Linked DNA regions of Manis pentadactyla: region 2 is linked to region 1. Evidence: chromatin contacts called from public Hi-C data. All regions are on one chromosome and are shown on one strand. Each heading gives the region's core, a stretch centred on a gene start, on an enhancer-like site or on the middle of the called end of the contact. The rest is flanking DNA. Distances are from core to core; before and after follow the strand shown. Region 1 holds the start of TMEM275 (transmembrane protein 275). Region 2 holds the start of EFCAB14 (EF-hand calcium binding domain 14).

Region 1 (3,506 bases), core at 192-2,691:
GGGTCGGCGGGGCATTTAAGCCTCCAACCCCACTTTCGGTTCTGTGGCTACGTTCGCTGTCCCCCAGTGCAGAGGTCATTTTGGCCAGCCCCTGCCTGGGCCTTTGGGAAGGAACAACCCACCCCATGTAGGAAGAGTCCCCTGTTGTTTCCCCACCCAGTCCCTCCAGTCCCTTGTGGCTCTTCATGCCACCCTCCCTCCCTCCACGCTTCCTCTTGTCTTCCAGACATAGGCAGATCCTCCACCTTCTTTCCTCCAGGAAGACTCCTTGGGCTGATGAGGAAGTCAAGGGAGTCAATGGCTGTAAAGCGGACCACACAGCGCATTAGGTGTGCTCATTAAACCATAATCATAGGTGCTCATTAAATGACACCATCAGTTCTAATTAGGGGGCAGGTGGCAGCTATTGGGATTTAGACACATTCCTCCCCCGAGTGGAAGAAGCCTTAGAAATCATTTGGTCCAGCCTCTCCTTGTCCAGATGAAGAAACAGAAGCCCAGAGAGGTCTAGCAATTTACAAGATCCAGGATTAGGCCCTAACGACCTGCCCCCTGAGCTGGGCGTCCCTAGGATTCTCCAGTTATATCTGGTTCTGGGATCTATTGCTGGGTGCGTTGATTCTGGGAGTGAAGGTAGAAGCAAGGGTGATGTAATCAGAGTGTAAAGATTTGTGACTTCTATTTGAGAAGTTTGTTGTATAACATGAAATCACAGGTATAAAGGCCCCCAAAGGATGAGATCAGAGCTATGGAGCTGTGTTAGAATTGTGAAAGAAATGTCAGAATAGGTCTCTGAGTGGGGAAGCAAGGGGAGGAATTGATGGTACCACAGTGGGAGCAGCACATGCAGGATAAGTAACTGAGCCTAACCAAGACAAGTGGGCTAACACTCTATGCTTCAATGTTAACACCTGGAAAGTGAAGCTAATAACAGAGCCTACCGTATAGGAAGTTGTGATAATCAAATGCTTAAATTAAATCAAGTGGCTGGATCATAGAATTCAATAACTGTTAGCCCTGTTATCATGGTGGTGGTTGACAGAAGAAGGGCCTTTGAGGTCTCAGATCTGGGAGGTCCATTGGTCATGTGGAGTTTGGGAAGAGAACAGTTGGTCTGTACCTCAGGTGAAAGTGCCCCAGGGACAGGCCCTGAGCTGTCCTTCCTGAGTGTACAAAGCCTGCACACAGAGGGTTGCAGAGAATTTGGTGACAGGCAAGTGTAAACAAAGGCTAGTGCTAGGGAGCAGCAGGGGGCATCCGCACTCTGGACATCAGCTTGGCCCAAGCAGAGGGCCTGGAGGGCCACCTCTATATCTGACCAGATCTGATTACTTCAGGGTTCCCTCCCCTGGCACCATGGTGAGGTGCAAGTTCCAAACAGGGGCTCCAGCAAGAAGCACCTCGCTGACACACCCAGCTGGCAGGAAGTCAGAAACCCCCAAATCCTGGCAAAGCAAGCACATGTTGACCCTTGAGTGCATTTGCAGACATCGGATTCCTCAGAAGCTCCACATTTGCATGAACCATCTGCTGTCTTTAACCTGCAGCTGTTGGCTCTGCCAGGCAGAAACAGCAACCACTGAAGGGGTACAGCAATTTACAGTTGGCAAAGCGTGTTCACATCCATACATCACTGAATCCCTACAACTGCTTGATACTCATTAACAGTCACAATTTACAACTAAGGAAATTGAGGCTCAGGGAGGGAAGTGTATCTGGGCCCTTGTGGCTGGATGGAAAAGAAGACAAGACATTCCAAAACCAGAGAGAGAGAATACATGATCAGGGTGACACCATATGTAATCTTGCTTCATTTTAGAAAGAAGGGTTTGATCCTTTTAGGGTTGATGTGGAGGAAAATCCCCGCACTTTCTTGTTGTCCTCAAGAGGAGCTGTGAGATTCCCAAGTTTTCCCACTTCCCCTTTTCAAGCTCTTCCCCACCTCATCAATATCTGATATTATCTGATGATGGCAGGTCTTCCCTCCTATTGTGCAGACTTGGTCAGAGGCTGTGGAGGGGATGGAGTCTGACTCTTCACTTTACCTCACAGCAACTCTTGAAAGCTCACATTTGAGGGGAGGCCGAGGGTGAATACAGCATCTAGTGCTCTCTTTTCTTTTCCCTTATAGGGAAGACTCTTTGTCTTGGGTTTTGGCAGTTTTACTATGATGTGCCTAGGTGTTATTTTCTCTGTAGTTATCTTTTTTGGGCTCCCTGGTGCTTCTACAGTCTGTGGCTTGACTTTCCCCCTAGTTTTGGAAATTTTTCAGCCATTATCTTTTTCCCCATTCTCTCTCCTCTCCTTCTGGGACCCTAATTGTGTATGTGTTCAACCATTTGACATTGTCCCACGTCTCTTAGACTCAATTCTGTATTTTCTAGCCTTTTTTCCTCTGTTTCTGTCTGGATGTTTTTCTGTTGATTTACAATCAATTCACTAAGCCTCTCTTTACCTGTGTCTTCTCTGTGGTAAAATCCATCCATTCAGCTCTTAATTTTTCAGTTGTTATATTTTTTTAGTTCTACAATTTCCACTTGATTCTTTTTCATAGATTCCAGTTTTCTATTGAAAGAATCCCTCTTCTTACCTATTTTCTTGAACACATTAAACCCTTAAAGTCTGTGTCTAAAAACGCCAATATCTGGATCTCCTCTTTCTACTGTTTAATTGCTCTTGGTTTTCGGTTATTTAGTCTTTTCTGGAATGTCAGAAAATTTTGTATTGAATGGCCAACATTATGTATGAAAAACTGTAGAGATAACGTAAGGCTGTGGATAATGTTATCTCCCTCCTGGCCACCTTAACCCAATAGGGGATTGTCCTGGCTGGAAGCTGTGCTTCTGTTTTCCAGAGTCTAGTCTACATCTGGCTAATTATTACTCCTAGAGCATAGTCCTGTGGGCTCCCCATTTAAAAGCTAGAAGTGCTGAACAAGGCTTCACCCCTTTTTAAGCCCTAAATTCCAATTCTGACTTCCCCACTCCATGGATACTGCCTCTCCAAACTGGAAAATGCCTTAGGGGAAAAAGAGAAACCAAATTTGACTTCTCTTCTCTCTGAGATCTTGGCCTCTCAAGTCCTCACTGCTTTGGTAGCTCTCCCAAGGCTTTAAAGAGATTTCTTAAATGTTTCATCCAGCCATTTTAGTTATCCTCAGTGAGTGAGTTGATATGATACAAGTAGTCTATCTTAGCCAGAAACAAGTCTAGCTGAGAATCTGAAATTAGCACTTTCAGATTGCTAACTAAGTTAGTTGCGCTATGCTGAGCACTTTGTAGTAACATCTCATTTAATTTTCACAACATGAGATTAAGCATTACTGTTATATCCCCATTTTATAGATGAGGATATTGGGGCACAGAAAGATGAACTAAACTCACCCAAGATGGCTCAGTGGCAGTGGTGGTGCCAGGATTTGAAACCTGGTGTTCTGAACTTAAAGCTTGAGCTCGCAAACTAGCCCATTGTGAGGCTTGCTAAATGCTTGCTGAATGACCAAAGCC
Region 2 (3,799 bases), core at 1,020-3,519, 150 kb after region 1:
GGGAAGTGTAAACACCTGAGCTTCTCTGCAATTCCACCGCAGTGTAATTTATCTGTTTCTATCTCTCCAATACACACTCACCCTAGTGGGCCATTTCAGATTTTTGAAACTTCATTCACTTTGAGCAAGTTTTAATGCAAACATAATTTAAGAAATAGGAACTGTACATTTATTTAAATGGACACTTGGTATATTCTAGCTTATTTTCTCGGAAGGAAACAGAGAAAAGGGTTAGATTTCACACCAAACTTTAACCAGCAGTCAAGGGTAAACTAACCCAACAGGGTAACCCCTGAGTAGGATTACCTTTAACTACCTGATCTGACAAAGCTTATTAGAAATCAAATTCTTCCTTCAACAAAATGAAAGGACACATTCTAAGCAAACAAGAAAACTTCAAATAAAGGATTTAATCTTTTTTAGTACCCCAACCTTCTGCCTAGTCCTTGCTTCCACATCCTCAGTGGAATACTCTTTTCTTTTAGTGTGCTCCCTGAGAGGGTCCAAGGGTACCTTCAAGGTTCCCTTCAGCCCTTTTCCACCCTGAGCCCCAATTCCCAATGTCCTCAAAGCTCAGTACTGGATTTGTCTAGTGGCTGCACCATCTAAAAGTAGTTTGGGAAAAAGTTGCCTCTTCTTCTTGTCCCCTGCCTTTCATCGACTGTCAAGGCTCATACTGTCTTCAGTACATGTCTCACCACATTCTCCCACCACCAAGATTCCGACTCACCAAGAGTGCAAAAAATAATTCGCAATCTTAAGGTCCCTATTTGTCCTACACTTTTAAAAAAGGGCTAGTCCCAAAAGCTTCTCTGCTTCTATTGTACCTATTCTTTGCTACTCCCAATTCAGTTTCTCAGGGTTCTTGGCACATCCCCAAGTCCACACTTCACCCTAGATTCAAAGCTTTTCTTTATACACTTAAGTGGCAGATCTCTAACTCATCATTCATTCAGAACCTGAACTCATTTTCTTCCTCACATCTTTTCTCCGTCCTTGCCTTCCAAGGTCTTCACCTTTTTTTTCTTCTTAAGAACTCCCTTCTCCTTCCCTTCAATTTGCTCCCTTGGTAATGCAAGGAGATGCCTTTTCCCCATCCCACCCTCCACCACTGCATCACTCACTTGACAAAGCGAGAGCGATTTCCAGTCACACCGAATTCCTCTTCCTCCTCGGAGCTGGATTCAGAGTCTGAGGCAGGAGGCTCAGTGCGAAGAAGGCGGTGTCCTGAACCTTTCTTGGGCTTCTTTCTCCGGCTGTCCCCCGCCAAGCCGATCAATGCATTCAGCTCTTTGCGCTTTTTCATCTTCTTGTGTGGGGTGAGTGGAGCTCCCACTCCCGAGTTGCCAGGTTCGTACCCAACGCCCAATTCTCTCGTTGCCTTGAGGCTGCCTTCCAGGGTGGGGAATCCTGGGCCAGAGCCCCGGGTCAGTCCCACCCAGGGGTGGGACTGACCAGATCTGCTGGGGGATAGGGACTGGAGCACAAAGGAACCTGGAACTCAGATGGGTGGCAGATGCCACATAGAGATGGCCAGGAAGTTGGTGATCCAAATGGGTAAGACCCAGGGCTTGGAGTGTCAGATAAGGTGGAAATGGGGCCGACCTTTACCTCCGAAGGGATAAAAAGCTCAGTTAAGAATGAGAGATTCTCGGCCCTGATAAGTAGATAATATTTCTAAGCGCGCTCCAGTAACTGGGGAAGGACGCACAGATAGGTGTTTTGGACTTCCGGGGCAGGATTTCCAACGGAGAGGTTAGAAACTTGTTTTTGAATGGGAGGAAAGGGGAAGTGTCGAGCACAACAGTGGGAATGCACTAATTCCTTCCTAGCTGGAGAGACGGCAGTAGGAGGAGGCAGCCGCTAAAATCTCGACAACGCCTGGGCGCCGAGAAAATGCCAGGGTCTGGGGTGATTACCGTCCGGAGTTTGAAGGGAACCCAAGACCTAGGATGACCAAGAGCCCGGCTCGGAGGTCTCGACTTGAGAGAAGCCAATCCCGCGCCTAGAGAGACCCGGCCCTGCTGCTGGGGCCTGGGGAGCGGGGTGCGGTGGGGAGACGGTGGCTCAGCCCACCCGAAGCGCTCCTGCCCAAAGTCTGAGGTGTTCCGGCACGGGTGACCTCGGCAACTCACACGCGCTGCCTCCACTCAAGCCACGACTCCGACTCCTGCTCCAGCTGCGGCCGCGGTTGCTCCCGACGATCTGATGGCAGCAACGGCGGCCGCGGGCTCCAAACCCGGGCCATCGCTCCGGCCCCGGTTCACTTCCCCTTCGGCAACTGCGGCGGCGACGCCTGCCAGTAAGCCGCTCTTCCATTGGCCACCCGTCGGTTACGTCACACCCGGGCGCGCGCGGTGGTGAGGAGGTGGGACGTTAAAGGGGCCTGGGCTGAGGCGAGGGGGGGCGTTCTGACTGCGGGTTGGGGAGGCCCCGCCCCGCCCCGCCCCGCCCCGCCTCGCCCCCAGGAGTGCCTCCTGGGTGGTGGGGCTTAGCAGACGCGAGCGAGTTTTGTTTTGCTTTGATCCCAGGCGGTGGATGGCAAGCCCCCAGCTGCCCGACCTGCTAGAAAGTTCAGTTTGCCGAGTCCCCAGGTGTGATCTGGACTGACGCAGCCTAGAGGCTCCGCCCCTCTGGCCCGCATGCTGTTTATTAAAAGTTTAGGAGTATTACATATTAATGACCCCGTTGAACACACTAATTCATTCCACGCATATTGAGAGCTTACCACATCAGGAGCACTTCTAGCGCTGGGATACAGCAATGAACAAATAACTACTGTCCTTGCCTTCCTGCGTAGGATCGCCAGATTTAACAAATAAAAATACAGGACACCAGTAAAGTTTGAATTTAGGATAAACAACGATTTTTTTTTAAGTATAAGTATATCCCATTCAGCGTCTGGAACATCTTCATACTGAAAAGTTAATTATTTTTAAAATTTGGAATTCAAACTTAACTGGGTGTCCTATATTTTATCTGCCAACCCTATTCCTGCCGCTGATACTTCAGTGGGAGGAGAGCAACAACAGGCAAGTATATTAAGGAGGTGATAGATTAGATGAGGAAAAGGAAACTTAATAAGGAGATGGGGTGTGCCTCTGTGATAAGGGAACATTTGATTAGAGACTGGGAGGAACAAGGGAGTAGCACAATGGCTATGAGGATGGAGTGACCTGGAAGCCCCGGTATGGCTGCACCTGAAGAGGAAAAGAACACTGGGGAATGAGGTCAGACAAGCATTGGGGCCAGATCTTAGAGGGTTTTATGGACCACGGTGAAGACTTAGGTAACCATTGGTGCTTTAAGTCTGTTAAAATGTCAGAAATAGCAGAAGTGAAACCAGTAGGTCACTGAAGTAGTGATTATTAAAAGTTTATCACGTGCACACCAAAAAGGCAGTGTGCAGACTGGCAGAACTCAAACCAAAACATGCAGTGAGGCTCAGGGGTATATTGTTATGAGGCAGCTTAGAGTGAGAAAGCTGTGACTGTTGATCTTCACGGGGACTGGTTATAATATTAGAATTTCCTTAAAAGATAGGGAATTGGTCAGTGGTTACCTCATATCAACTTTGGGAAACGGTTTAAGTTTGGCTTATGATTTCCAGAGGCGTACGTAAGAGATGACCCAGGTCAAGTTAACTTGCTAACTTAAAGCTAAATTAACCTTTGTTTTTATGACTGAACTAGTTTTGTCACTCAGGGAATTTTCAAGGTTGGTTTCCATTTGTTTTTGGTTTTAACAGCTGAGTGTTAAACAGGCCTGCTCCGGCTTAGATTTTTAGAAGATGACTCTG

Evidence for each region. Hi-C and Micro-C count contacts between places; a contact is called where the count stands out from the background.
Region 2: a Hi-C map of skin fibroblasts shows a contact between it and region 1, with 6 times the contacts expected there. The contact joins the promoter of EFCAB14 here to the promoter of TMEM275 in region 1. A contact is called at or near these places in 3 of 3 Hi-C or Micro-C datasets (blood, fibroblasts and skin fibroblasts).

What each region holds. Positions count from the first base shown.
Region 1 is chr4:36,849,186-36,852,691 of mManPen7.hap1, forward strand. TMEM275 (transmembrane protein 275) reads right to left here and starts at 1,442. Exons shown (of 3, transcript XM_057501924.1): 1 at 1,264-1,442; 2 at 942-1,178.
Region 2 is chr4:37,003,101-37,006,899 of mManPen7.hap1, forward strand. EFCAB14 (EF-hand calcium binding domain 14) reads right to left here and starts at 2,270. Exons shown (of 11, transcript XM_057500181.1): 1 at 1,125-2,270. The coding sequence starts at 1,306.